Linked DNA regions of Sus scrofa: all the other regions are linked to region 1. A link is a contact called in public Hi-C data. All regions are on one chromosome and are shown on one strand. The core of a region is the stretch at or near the end of the contact, and the rest is flanking DNA. Distances in the headings are between cores, read along the strand shown. Region 1 holds the start of PM20D1 (peptidase M20 domain containing 1). Region 2 holds the start of NUCKS1 (nuclear casein kinase and cyclin dependent kinase substrate 1). Region 3 holds the start of RAB29 (ras-related protein Rab-7L1).

Region 1 (3,494 bases), core at 370-2,869:
AGTTTGTTTTGGCTAACATGGCTCTTAAAAGAAAGCCCGAGGAGTTCCCCTCATGGCACAGTGGTTAACAAATCCGACTAGGAACCATGAGGTTGTGGGTTCGATCCCTGCCTTGCTCAGTGGGTTAAGGGTCTGGCGTTGCCATGAGCTGTGGTGTAGGTTGCAGACGTGGCTCGGATCCCCCGTTGCTATGGCTCTGGCGTAGGCCAGCAGCTTACAGCTCCAATTGGACCTCTAGCCTGGGAAACTCCATGTGCCGAGGGAGGGGCCCTAGAAAAGACAAAAAAAAAAAAAAAGGCTAAATAAACTGCCTATGGGCGATTGAGAACCAGACTCAAGATCTGAACTCAGATGTTTTGCCCCCTGCTCAGAGTTCTAAACCATGTTGTTATGAGGTCCCTATTTTAGGGTCTTACCTAGCTTTTCCTTTCTTTTGTGCAAAGAGACTCTGGTGAGCGGCTGCCTGATGCCTTCAGAGAACTGTTTATACTTTGATGCTGTGGGAAAGCCCTGCTCTGCCTCCCAGGCCTATCACTCTAGCACAAGCACAATTATATTTAACCACAAGGGTTGGCTTTTGGTCCCTGCATCTGCCTGCACATGTTTATGTAGGCAGTTTCTTTTAATCCATTACTTAATGGAAGGGAAAGACTGAAGCTAAGCCCAGTGGTGAGGAAGGATCTCATTATACCACCCGATGTAGCACTTAGCAGAAACGTTCCTCTTTTCTCCTGGAAAATGCAGATTGAGGAGGTAAAAAAGTTTTTAGCCTTGGTTTGAGGTCTACAGGAGAGATGCCCCTTAGGAGAGGAAATTAGGAACATCTCACACCCAGTAACACCCCCACCCCTCTTTTTGAAGCCATCTAGAACCCACATGATCCTACAGGTAATAGATGTCATCCAGTACTTGCTCTGTGAGGTGGGGTTCTGGGGAGTATCTTTTAACTGACCTAAACTCCCAATCTCCCTCGTCTGTGAATAAGATTAAGCTCATTAGGTCTTAACATCAGCTCATTTAACAAGTGAAAACTAACAAAGGTTAAGCACTGTAAAGCTCCAGGCAATTGGAGGAGGCGTTGGTTGGGTGGATGAGAGCCAGGGCAACGCGGGCAAAGTTGAAGCTTCTGGGGTCAGCAGGGAATGCCAGAGTTCCCAGAAGCCAGGTCTAGGAGGAGAGTGGGATCTTCAAGCCGGGCACGAGGTGCTGGGAATGAGGGCTAGGGCTCAGCTGGGGGTTGTTGCTGAGCTCAAGTAGCTGATCCCTGCGGCGGGAGAGAGGGGTCACGGGTTGGCCAGAGGAGACAGGGACCTGTATCTGAGAATAAGTGGGCGAAGGGGACCCAGGCTCACCTTTTAGCGCTTCCTTCATCGCGACGCGCTCTTCTTGGCTGAACTGAGAAGGTATTCGCGGCGCACTCTGATGCGCCTTGTCCCGTAGGCCCCTCGATCTGGAGATGGTGGCAATACCTAGCAGCAGCATAGCCGCCAGGGCCAGAAGGCAAATGTACGGCCGAGCCATGTTCCACTCAAGTCCTCGCTACCAGTCAGCGGCTGCAGCTTGGACCTAAACGCCCAGCGCCCGTGTCCCTCGCCCTGTGCCTACTCCAATTCTCTTAACTGCCTTAGCCCCACCCCATTCCCAGAAATAGCCAATCACCGCTTGCCTGGGGATGTGGGCCAACCAATCCAACGGGATGGCCCTGTCCCTGGCCCGCAAGGCCTTTTGGGAGTTGTGGTTTCCCACTCTGTGGCGAGCAGCGGTAGGAGCAGAGGTGAAGCAGGGCCCCAGGCAATTGGCAGGGTTTGTCTGCACTTGGTTTTCTGCTTAGAGATAACCCCCTTTCTAGACGACAGCAGATCAAATTAAAGGGGGAAATGTCAAAATAAGTGAAGGAATTTTTTCGGGTCTTCATCTTGCTTCTCACTTCATCTGAAGCTTAGGGCCTGACAACCATTTCACTAGATTCCTTTGAGGAAGCTCTCCCGCCCCAGCTTGATTTCTTTTGAAATTGAAACAAGATTGATCTGTCTATAGACAGTATTTTGAAGTAATAGATCATAGGGTTCGCTTCTGTGTAGGAATTAGCTGAAAGGTTTTTTTTTTTTTTTTTTTTTGTGAACACTGTATTTTGCAACTCTAGGCAAATCCTACTAAGACTGAAGAACTTTGAGAAAGATTATGTGTTAATAATTTCAGTGTATCCAACAAACTGAAATTTGATAGCTATTCAGTGTAGAGGATCATTTTTGAGGAAAAAAAAAGCTCTCAGGATACAGAGATATAAAATTAGATTTCCTGGAGCCAGAAGAAACCTCTCCTTCCAGATCCCTTGATGCAATTGAATATGGTACTGCTCTTACATTTTATTATTTTATTTTATATTTTATTTTATTTTTTATTTGCTTTTTAGGGCTGCACCCGTGGCATATGGAGTTTCCCAGGCTAGGGCTGGAATCAGACCTACAGCTGCTGGCCTACACCACAGCCACAGCAACATGCGATCTGAGACAGGTCTGCAACCTACACCATAGCTCAAAGCAATGCTGGATCCTTAAGCCACTGATCCTTAACCCAATTGTCATGTACTGTTTGATACATAAAGAATATATGCAATGAATATGTAAAGCAAACAATAACATAGACAACTGTGACCCCCCCCTCCCATGAAAGGTCAATAACATTGAAGGTGTGTATGTCCTAGTGCTTCTATCTCTTGCCCAAGTAAGCTCCATCTGAAATCATGTATCTGTATGTGTGTGCTTTATTTATTTATTTTTTTTTTGTCTTTTTTGTTGTTGTTGTTGCTATTTCTTGGGCCGCTCCCTCGGCATTATTGTTGTTGTTGTTGTTGTTGCTATTTCTTGGGCCGCTCCCGCGGCATATGGAGGTTCCCAGGCTAGGGGTTGAATCGGAGCTGTAGCCACCGGCCTACGCCAGAGCCACAGCAACGCGGGATCCGAGCCGCGTCTGCAACCTACACCACAGCTCACGGCAACGCCGGATCGTTAACCCACTGAGCAAGGGCAGGGACCGAACCCGCAACCTCATGGTTCCTAGTCGGATTCGTTAACCACTGCGCCACGACGGGAACTCCCATGTATGTGTGTGCTTTAAATGCTATATATATATATATACATGGGACTTTTTTTTTTTTTTTTTTTTTTTTTTTGCTTTTTAGGGCCACACTCGCGGCATATGGATGTTCCCAGGCTAGGGGTTGAATTGGAGCTGTAGCCACTGGCCTCTGCCAGAGCCACAGCCATGTCAGATCCGAGCCATGTCTGTGACCTACACCATAGCTCAGGGCAATGCCGGATCCTTAACCCACTGAGTGAAGCCAGGGGCTGAACTCGCGTCCTCATGGTTATCGTTTCCGCTGTGCCACAACGGGGACTCCAGATGCTTTATATATGTGTATGTAAGGAGGAGAGTTTGGTTTTGCTTGCTTTTATGAAAATGACAGCATGCTGTAAGCAATAATGTGCAATTTG
Region 2 (3,494 bases), core at 567-3,066, 110 kb before region 1:
AATTTGATGGGATACAGTGGTCAATTAGAATGCCCCAAAAATATTCATACCATAATCTGAAATATCTATTCCGATTCCGTGCCCAAAAGTCGGCAAAACTCTTCCGAGTGGTGATGTTGAATTAACGGAGATTCGGGTTGAAATTAGGAGGCAGAAAAGCAGTCAGGTAGTAGTTAGCACCCTCCTCACGCCCACCCCCGAGCGTAGGAGTAGGCAGCCCATACTACCACCAGCTGGAGATGGATGATCTAGTCTGGAAACAGAATGGTGTGGAACAAAACCCTTTCCGGGGTTCCAAACCTCCCTTTAGAGCTCTAGGTCAAAATACTTCCGTTTTTCACAAAACTTGGAATGAAGTACGGGAAGCAACAACTGTTAAAACATTAAAAAACTAACCCTTTACCTATTTATCCAGAAAACGCTATGCGAAGTAGCCAATATCTCACGCTGAAAGCATCAAGCATATTACATTAAAAAAAAAAAAAACATTTATTTGCAACAGGCCTCAACAGATTGGACTAAGCCACACCCCTCCATAAATGGCACATTCCATACAACAGCCAGGAGTAGACGGCAAAGGGCGATTCCACCGTCCGCTGGGGGAACAACAAACTTGTTGAAATTCTCAGAATAAAGTCTAACGATTAACCGAAATCTAGCCCCTTTATCATTAAAGTTATCCGGGATAAAGATTAGGTTACAAAAACATCCGAGACGTGTAGACTGCTAAGAGGAGAGAAAGAGGTAGCGGGAAGGAGAACCACCCGGGATTTGGGTCGAGCAGTTAACCCGCACCTCCCTGAGTAGGGGACATTTCCCCGAGGAAGGACATTCCTAGCCGGAGAGAAAAGCGAACTCGGGGTGTGGGGGAAGGGAGTTAACCCACTCAAAACTCCGACTTGGGCGAGAGGCTGCAGTCATTTTCCAGGGCCTAGTCCGGAACTCTCACTTTGGCTGGAGGGGAAAAGAACGGGTCCCGCCCACGCTCGGCCCGATCCGGGAGGCGGGGCCCTGCTGCGACCCTGGAGGACGGAGGCGGGGCCCGGCAGCAGGGTCGCCCCTCCCCCTTTGGATGGAACAACCCCCCCCTCCGCTGGAGAAAGAGGGCTGAGTTCCCCCCGCCCCACGCAAGCCGAGGGGGGAAGGGGGTAAACCACTGGAGATAGAGGGCAGTCTTCCGCCACCCCCCTCAATTATGGGGGTGGGGGCCGAGACTGAGTCCGCTAGTCCCCCACCCCCGCCGGCTCCAAGGGGCCGGCCCGGAGGAGGTGGGGCCTGGGTGGGGGCACTGACTTCACACCCCTCCCCCTCCGGCCGCTGGCGGTTCAGGGAACACCCCGCCCGCTCCAGTGCGGCGAGTGGGGGAGGCAGCAGAGCAGCCCCGAGCCCTGCAGCAGCGCGGGGCGGGGAGAAGCGCGCGCAGAAGCGCGCGGCCGCCACCCCCACGCAGACCCGCGCGCCAGCAAGGCCCCCCACGCTCAAGGGCGCGCGCGGGCCCCGAAAGGGAGGAGGCCGCGCGTGGCACAAGAGAAGGCCGACTCTAGGCTTCTGTCCCCCACTCCTTTACCACTCACCCCAACCCCCTCCAACCCGTTCCAGGCCTCGGACTCCGCACTGACCTGACAGGCCGAGACATGTTCGCTGTCGAAACAGGACCGAGTCGAGAAGCCAAAGACCAGGACCCCCCCCACCCCGCGCGCTCGGCGCCCCACCCCCCCCAACTTCGGCCGATAGGGCCGCTGCCGCCGAACCCCGAGCTGCTGGCTTCTCAAACTCCGCCGCTCCTAGGTTCAGGGCCCCTTAATCTGACGAGCCCCCCGCTCCCCCGTCTCTTCAAAATGGATGAATCAAACCAGCCGAAAATGCGCCAAAGCCGCGGTACAGCCAAACCCACTAGGGCCTGTGGGCTCCGCCCCAACAGGACCGGTCATTGGTGGCCTCTGCCAGATGCGCCGAGCTCATTAGTCCGTTTGAATCATCACGTATCTCAGGCCCCGCCCCCTCCGTGAGATCCTGTTAGTCAAGATGCTCTGAGAGCGCAAGGCCGCAAAACAAAAATGGTCGCTGCTCGGCCCGCCCCCTGGTTTCCACTCCTGCGTTGCAGATTCGTCTTGGGTCGCATCTTGGGACGACTAGGAAAAAAGATTTACGAAAGATTCAGTGTCTTTTAGTGTTAGTTTAATGATGTATCATTTCACCTGGCTTGATCATCTAGAAACTCCACTAATAGCAAAATCTGTGGGATAAGCAGCTGATTCGTCAGGAAGGTACTGCTTCTGAATTGGAGGGAAATTCCATAGGTTCAAAAATTTTGACCTTAAATCCACAAACCCCTTCTCCGTGCTTCAACATTAGCCCTCAAGACCCCAACCGCTGCTAGACCAGAGAGGCAGGCTCATAATCAAGGAATAACTTCACGACAAATTTCCATTCTCTGTTCTGCCCCTAGAGATCACTTTGAGGTCTTTAAAATCCCAGTCATGAGCATCATTTTGGGGGACCAAATGATTAGGAGCATGAGCTCTGGACCAGAAGGTGTTTCAGACTGAACCTCAGGTCCACCACTGAATAGTTGCATAACTTTACTTCTCTGGGCCTCAGTTTTCTGATGTGTAAAATGGGGAACAATAGTACTTAACTCACAGAATTATTAGGATTAAATGAGTTGACTTTAATCAGTCAACTTTAGGACAGTCTCTGGAACACAGTAAGCGCAACATAAGTATTTGTTAAATTCAATCCCTTATCCCTGGATGGTGGGGGGGAGCAGCTGGCTCAAGACACAAGTGAAATAGCTGAGGGTAACTCAGATTATTAGATTTAAATCTGTGAACATTAGTTAGATGCATAAAACTCAGAGGTGGAGCTCAGGATCCCTATATGAATGGCCAGTGTGTACCCCACCATTGTAAAATAGACTTCAATCCCTGTCACAGGGAGTCTGTTAATAACCAACTGAAGATACACTCCATAAACAAACAAACAAACCCACCACTATCACCGCCTGAAAGTTTCCCCTTGTAAAATCTGGCTTCCCTAAGGGAAGAGAATGGCAGTCCACCAAGCAAAGCATTAAACAAGTCGTATTTCCTCTTCCATGTCACTCCACCTTTTCTCTGCTGAAAGTTGGTGGTGGTAGTTTAAATTAAAAAATAAAAATGGGGGGAGTTCCCATTGTGGCACAGCGGAAATGAATCTGACTAGGAACCATGAGGTTGCGGGTTCAATCCCTAGCCTCTGGCCTCGCCCAGTGGGTTAAGGATCCAGCTTTGCTATGGAGCTGTGGTATAGGTCACAGACACGGCTTGGATCCGGTGTTGCTGTGGCTGTGGTGTAGGAGGGCAGCAACAGCTCCAATAGCCTGGGAACATCCATATGCTGTGGGTGGGGCCCTAAAAAGCAAAGAGCAAAAAAAACAAAATTTTTTCTGCCTTTTAAAGGCTGAATAATATTTCATATATATATATATATCACATTTTGTTTATCCATTCAAC
Region 3 (3,494 bases), core at 525-3,024, 92 kb before region 1:
CGGATCCGTTAACCACTGAGCCACGACAGGAACTCCCGAAATGCATGTTAATTTTTTAAAATTCCATAATGAACACCAGCACACATTTTCAAAATTTACATTACCACAAGTTTTTTCCTTAAAGAAAAAAAAAAAGTTCTTTTTTTTTTTTTGGAGTTCTCTTGTAGTGCAGCAGGTTAAGATCCAGCATTTTCACTGCAGTGGCTTGGGTCGCCTCTGTGACGCTGGTTCAATCCCTGACCTGGGAACTTCATGTGCTGCAGGCGAGGCCAAAAAAATTAGTTCTTTTTACTGAAGATAAATAAATGTTTTTACTCTCCCTCTTCACCAGCTCACCCCTTCTAAACTTCTATTTAAAAGGCATTTCTACTTCTGAAAAGACAGTTGAGTCCAAAGGTCACACCTGGAATGAAATGAATTAACTCTTGGTGTTCCCTTCCTCATCCCCCCGCCCCCTAATTTGAAAGGAAAAGGGGTGGGAAAAACAGGTCAGAGAAGTGGTGTCTTTCAAGCTAAGAATTTCTACATTGCCTTTATTTAGGCAATTAATGGACAAAAAACACACAGCTCAGCAGCCCTGATAAGCATCTGACTGTGTGCCCCAGGGGTTCTCCCCTACAGGCATCTCCATTACAAAGCTAGGCTCCTTGAGGCCAGGTTAAACACCTTTCTGTGCCTTCAACAGCTGTCTGTAACTCCTGTGAAGGCAGGACAACAGTCCCTGGCTGGTACCTAACCAGATTCTCTGGAGCGTCTCCACTGCATCTGCTGATGGCAGAGATTTGCTCGTGACCGCTAGGAAGGCAGCAGGAGGAGACTTGAGTTCATAGTTCCCTCAGCGAAAAGCAGCAATTGCTCATTTTCTCATCTCCCTTCCCCATGTCCTTATCATCACACCTTAGTTTCATCTCTTTCCAGACAGTCGGCTCAGGCTGGAAAAAACCTAATGGGGAAACCCAAGAGTCACGCAAAACAGACCCAGCCTGCCTCCCTCTAGGATCCCAGACATCTACTTCCTGACCCAAGGAAAGCCCCAAGGATACCAAATTCCCCGTTATCCACCCCAACTAAGTCCACAGCTCGAGTCCGTGGTCCCAGCCTCCCGCCTACCCCGCCCCCGAAGGGACGTCTCACCTCCCACCGTGGACTTGTAGTGTTTGCTGAAGCTGTCCTGGGAATACCGCTGCACCAGGGACGTCTTGCCCACTGCGGCATCCCCCACCACCAGCACTTTGAACAGGTGATCGCGGCTGCTCATGGCTAGCGGGACCGACGTTTTAGGGAGGAGGGAAGTGGGGGAGTCGTTTATTTTAACTCCTTTGGCTCCGGACCCCGCTCAAACTGAAGTTTGGCATTTCTGCCCACTGCTCGTTGGGGTTGCTGTGACGAAAAAGCAAAAAAGGAAACTTTGCACTCAACCTATACGCGCTTCCTCCCCGCGCGGCCGCAGCCTGGGTGGGGCGCAGGACGCAAGCTCCGAGCCCCCGGCTATTCTCACCTTCTCCCCCTCCCGACCGGCTACGAGAAACGGGACAAGGCACCACGTTGCCTCACCCACCGGGACTTCCCCGGAGCTGTTCCAGCGGGCGACTGAATTTCACGGTTGGGTAGAAGATAGGGGACCTCTCCCTACTGCACAAGCCACATTTGGAGGAAAGAGCGCCTTACACATTTACCCCTTGACGTTGTACCGCCCCAGGTGGCGTAGTCTCTTGCCTTCCTCCGCATGCGTCACGTGCAGGGTTGCTTGGAGCACTACATTTCCCAACTTACCTCGGGGTGGAGAGACCTGGCCGAGTGTGGAGATTTCGCTCGCGTGGCTTTCTGGGATGTGTAGTTTATTCACTATTTTTGTTTTTAAAAACCTACATGAAGTTTCAAACACTTTCGACCGTTTGGAATCTTTTTTTCTTTTTCTTTTTTTTGTCTTTTTGCCTTTTCTAGGCCCGCTCCCAGGGCATATGGAGGTTGCCAGGCCAGGGGTCTAATTGGAGCTGTGGCCGCCGGCCTACACCAGAGCCACAGCAACGTGGGATCCTAGCCGCGTCTGCGACCTACACCACTGCTCACGGCAATGATGGATGGTTAACCCACTGAGCAAGGCCAGGGATCGAACCCGCAACTTCTTGGTTCCTAGTTGAATTCGTTAACCACTGAGCCGCGACGGGAACTCCGGAATCTTATTTTAAAATAATTTTGGAATAGAAAAGCTCTTTCGGGGGCGATTTGTTCGACATGATCTTGCCTGCGTAAATCTGTCCCCAGATAGGTTTCTCATTATCTTTCAAAGTTTTGTGGAGCTAAGATTAAACATTATCCTGTAGATTTCACACATTACTCCACTAACAAAAGCTCAACCCTCTTCTCTCAGGATCCAAGTGAAGTATATTTCCTGCTCTTTCAGTTAGATAGACACATCAGGAGCTTGTGAACATAAGGAAGGTTACTAGTTCTTACATTTTTTTTCAAATGCATCTATCAATCAAGTCCAGGGACACAATTAAGAGATAGACTCCTAGAAAAACCTATGTTGTTAAATGTTATTATTAACATTTAATAATTAGCTATAGCAGTAAAAATAGAAAACAATAGCTGGGTCATCATTCTCACTTCCACAATCCCTAGTCATACTACCTTCCTCATACCATTTGAGCTGGAGTACACTGAGAATCCTCTTCCATTTTTTGTCGCTGTTGCTCATGAATAATGATTAAACTACAATTTTGCAAATACTTTTAATTTTTCAGCCCATAACTTTTTGGACATGCCTGCCCTTTAGGTAGGAATTAAGCACACACGAGCTTCACCGCCAAACAAAATAAGCTCCATTTTCTTTTTCCGCTGCCCGTGCCACCCCACCCCCGTCCCCCTGCCGCAGGTGGAAGTTCCTAGGCCAGGGGGCGAATCTGAGCCCTGCCACAGCTGTGCCAGGTGTGCCACAGCAGCAGCGATGCTGGGTCCTTAAACTATTGCACCTGGCCAGGGATTGAACCGGTGCCTTCACAGAGTCAAGCCAGATCATTAACCCACTGCACCTCAGTGGGAATTCCAGTAAGCTTCATTTTCTGTTTTTCCCAGGAGTAGAAGAGAAAGCAATAGAGCAATGGGAAAATAGCCCTGCTCAGGTCTTTATAGGCTGCCACCTATGTTCTGTAAGGAAAGGATGTCAGCATGGTTCATGATGTATTTAGCCCCAAATATTTGTTACCCAGGTACTGGAGGTCAGGCTAGGCTACTCATCCTTCTGAATGTCCCAGACGCCTTTCTTTCTTTCTTTTTTTTTTTTTTTTTTTTTTGCTATTTCTTTGGGCCGCTCCTGCGGCATATGGAGGTTCCCAGGCTAGGGGTCTAATCGGAGCTGTGGCCGCCAGCCTACGCCAGAGCCACAGCAACGCAGGATCCGAGCCGCGTCTGCAACCTACACCACAGCTCACGGCAACGCCGGATCCTTAACCCACTGAGCAAGGCCAGGGACCGAACCCGCAACCTCATGG

Evidence for each region. Hi-C and Micro-C count contacts between places; a contact is called where the count stands out from the background.
Region 2: a Hi-C map of skeletal muscle shows a contact between it and region 1, with 4 times the contacts expected there. The contact joins the promoter of NUCKS1 here to the promoter of PM20D1 in region 1. A contact is called at or near these places in 3 of 47 Hi-C or Micro-C datasets (heart right ventricle, mesenchymal stem cells and skeletal muscle) and 1 of 2 datasets of contacts at active chromatin or transcription factors (alveolar macrophages).
Region 3: a Hi-C map of skeletal muscle shows a contact between it and region 1, with 4 times the contacts expected there. The contact joins the promoter of RAB29 here to the promoter of PM20D1 in region 1. A contact is called at or near these places in 4 of 47 Hi-C or Micro-C datasets (heart right ventricle, mesenchymal stem cells and skeletal muscle).

The regions. Positions count from the first base shown.
Region 1 is chr9:66,548,864-66,552,357 of Sscrofa11.1, forward strand. It overlaps PM20D1 (peptidase M20 domain containing 1), which reads right to left and starts at 1,620. Exons shown (of 13, transcript NM_001243465.1): 1 at 1,353-1,620. The coding sequence starts at 1,521.
Region 2 is chr9:66,433,674-66,437,167 of Sscrofa11.1, forward strand. NUCKS1 (nuclear casein kinase and cyclin dependent kinase substrate 1) reads right to left here and starts at 1,817. Exons shown (of 7, transcript NM_001244237.1): 1 at 1,620-1,817. The coding sequence starts at 1,636.
Region 3 is chr9:66,456,992-66,460,485 of Sscrofa11.1, forward strand. RAB29 (ras-related protein Rab-7L1) reads right to left here and starts at 1,775. Exons shown (of 6, transcript XM_003357401.4): 1 at 1,677-1,775; 2 at 1,135-1,380. The coding sequence starts at 1,258.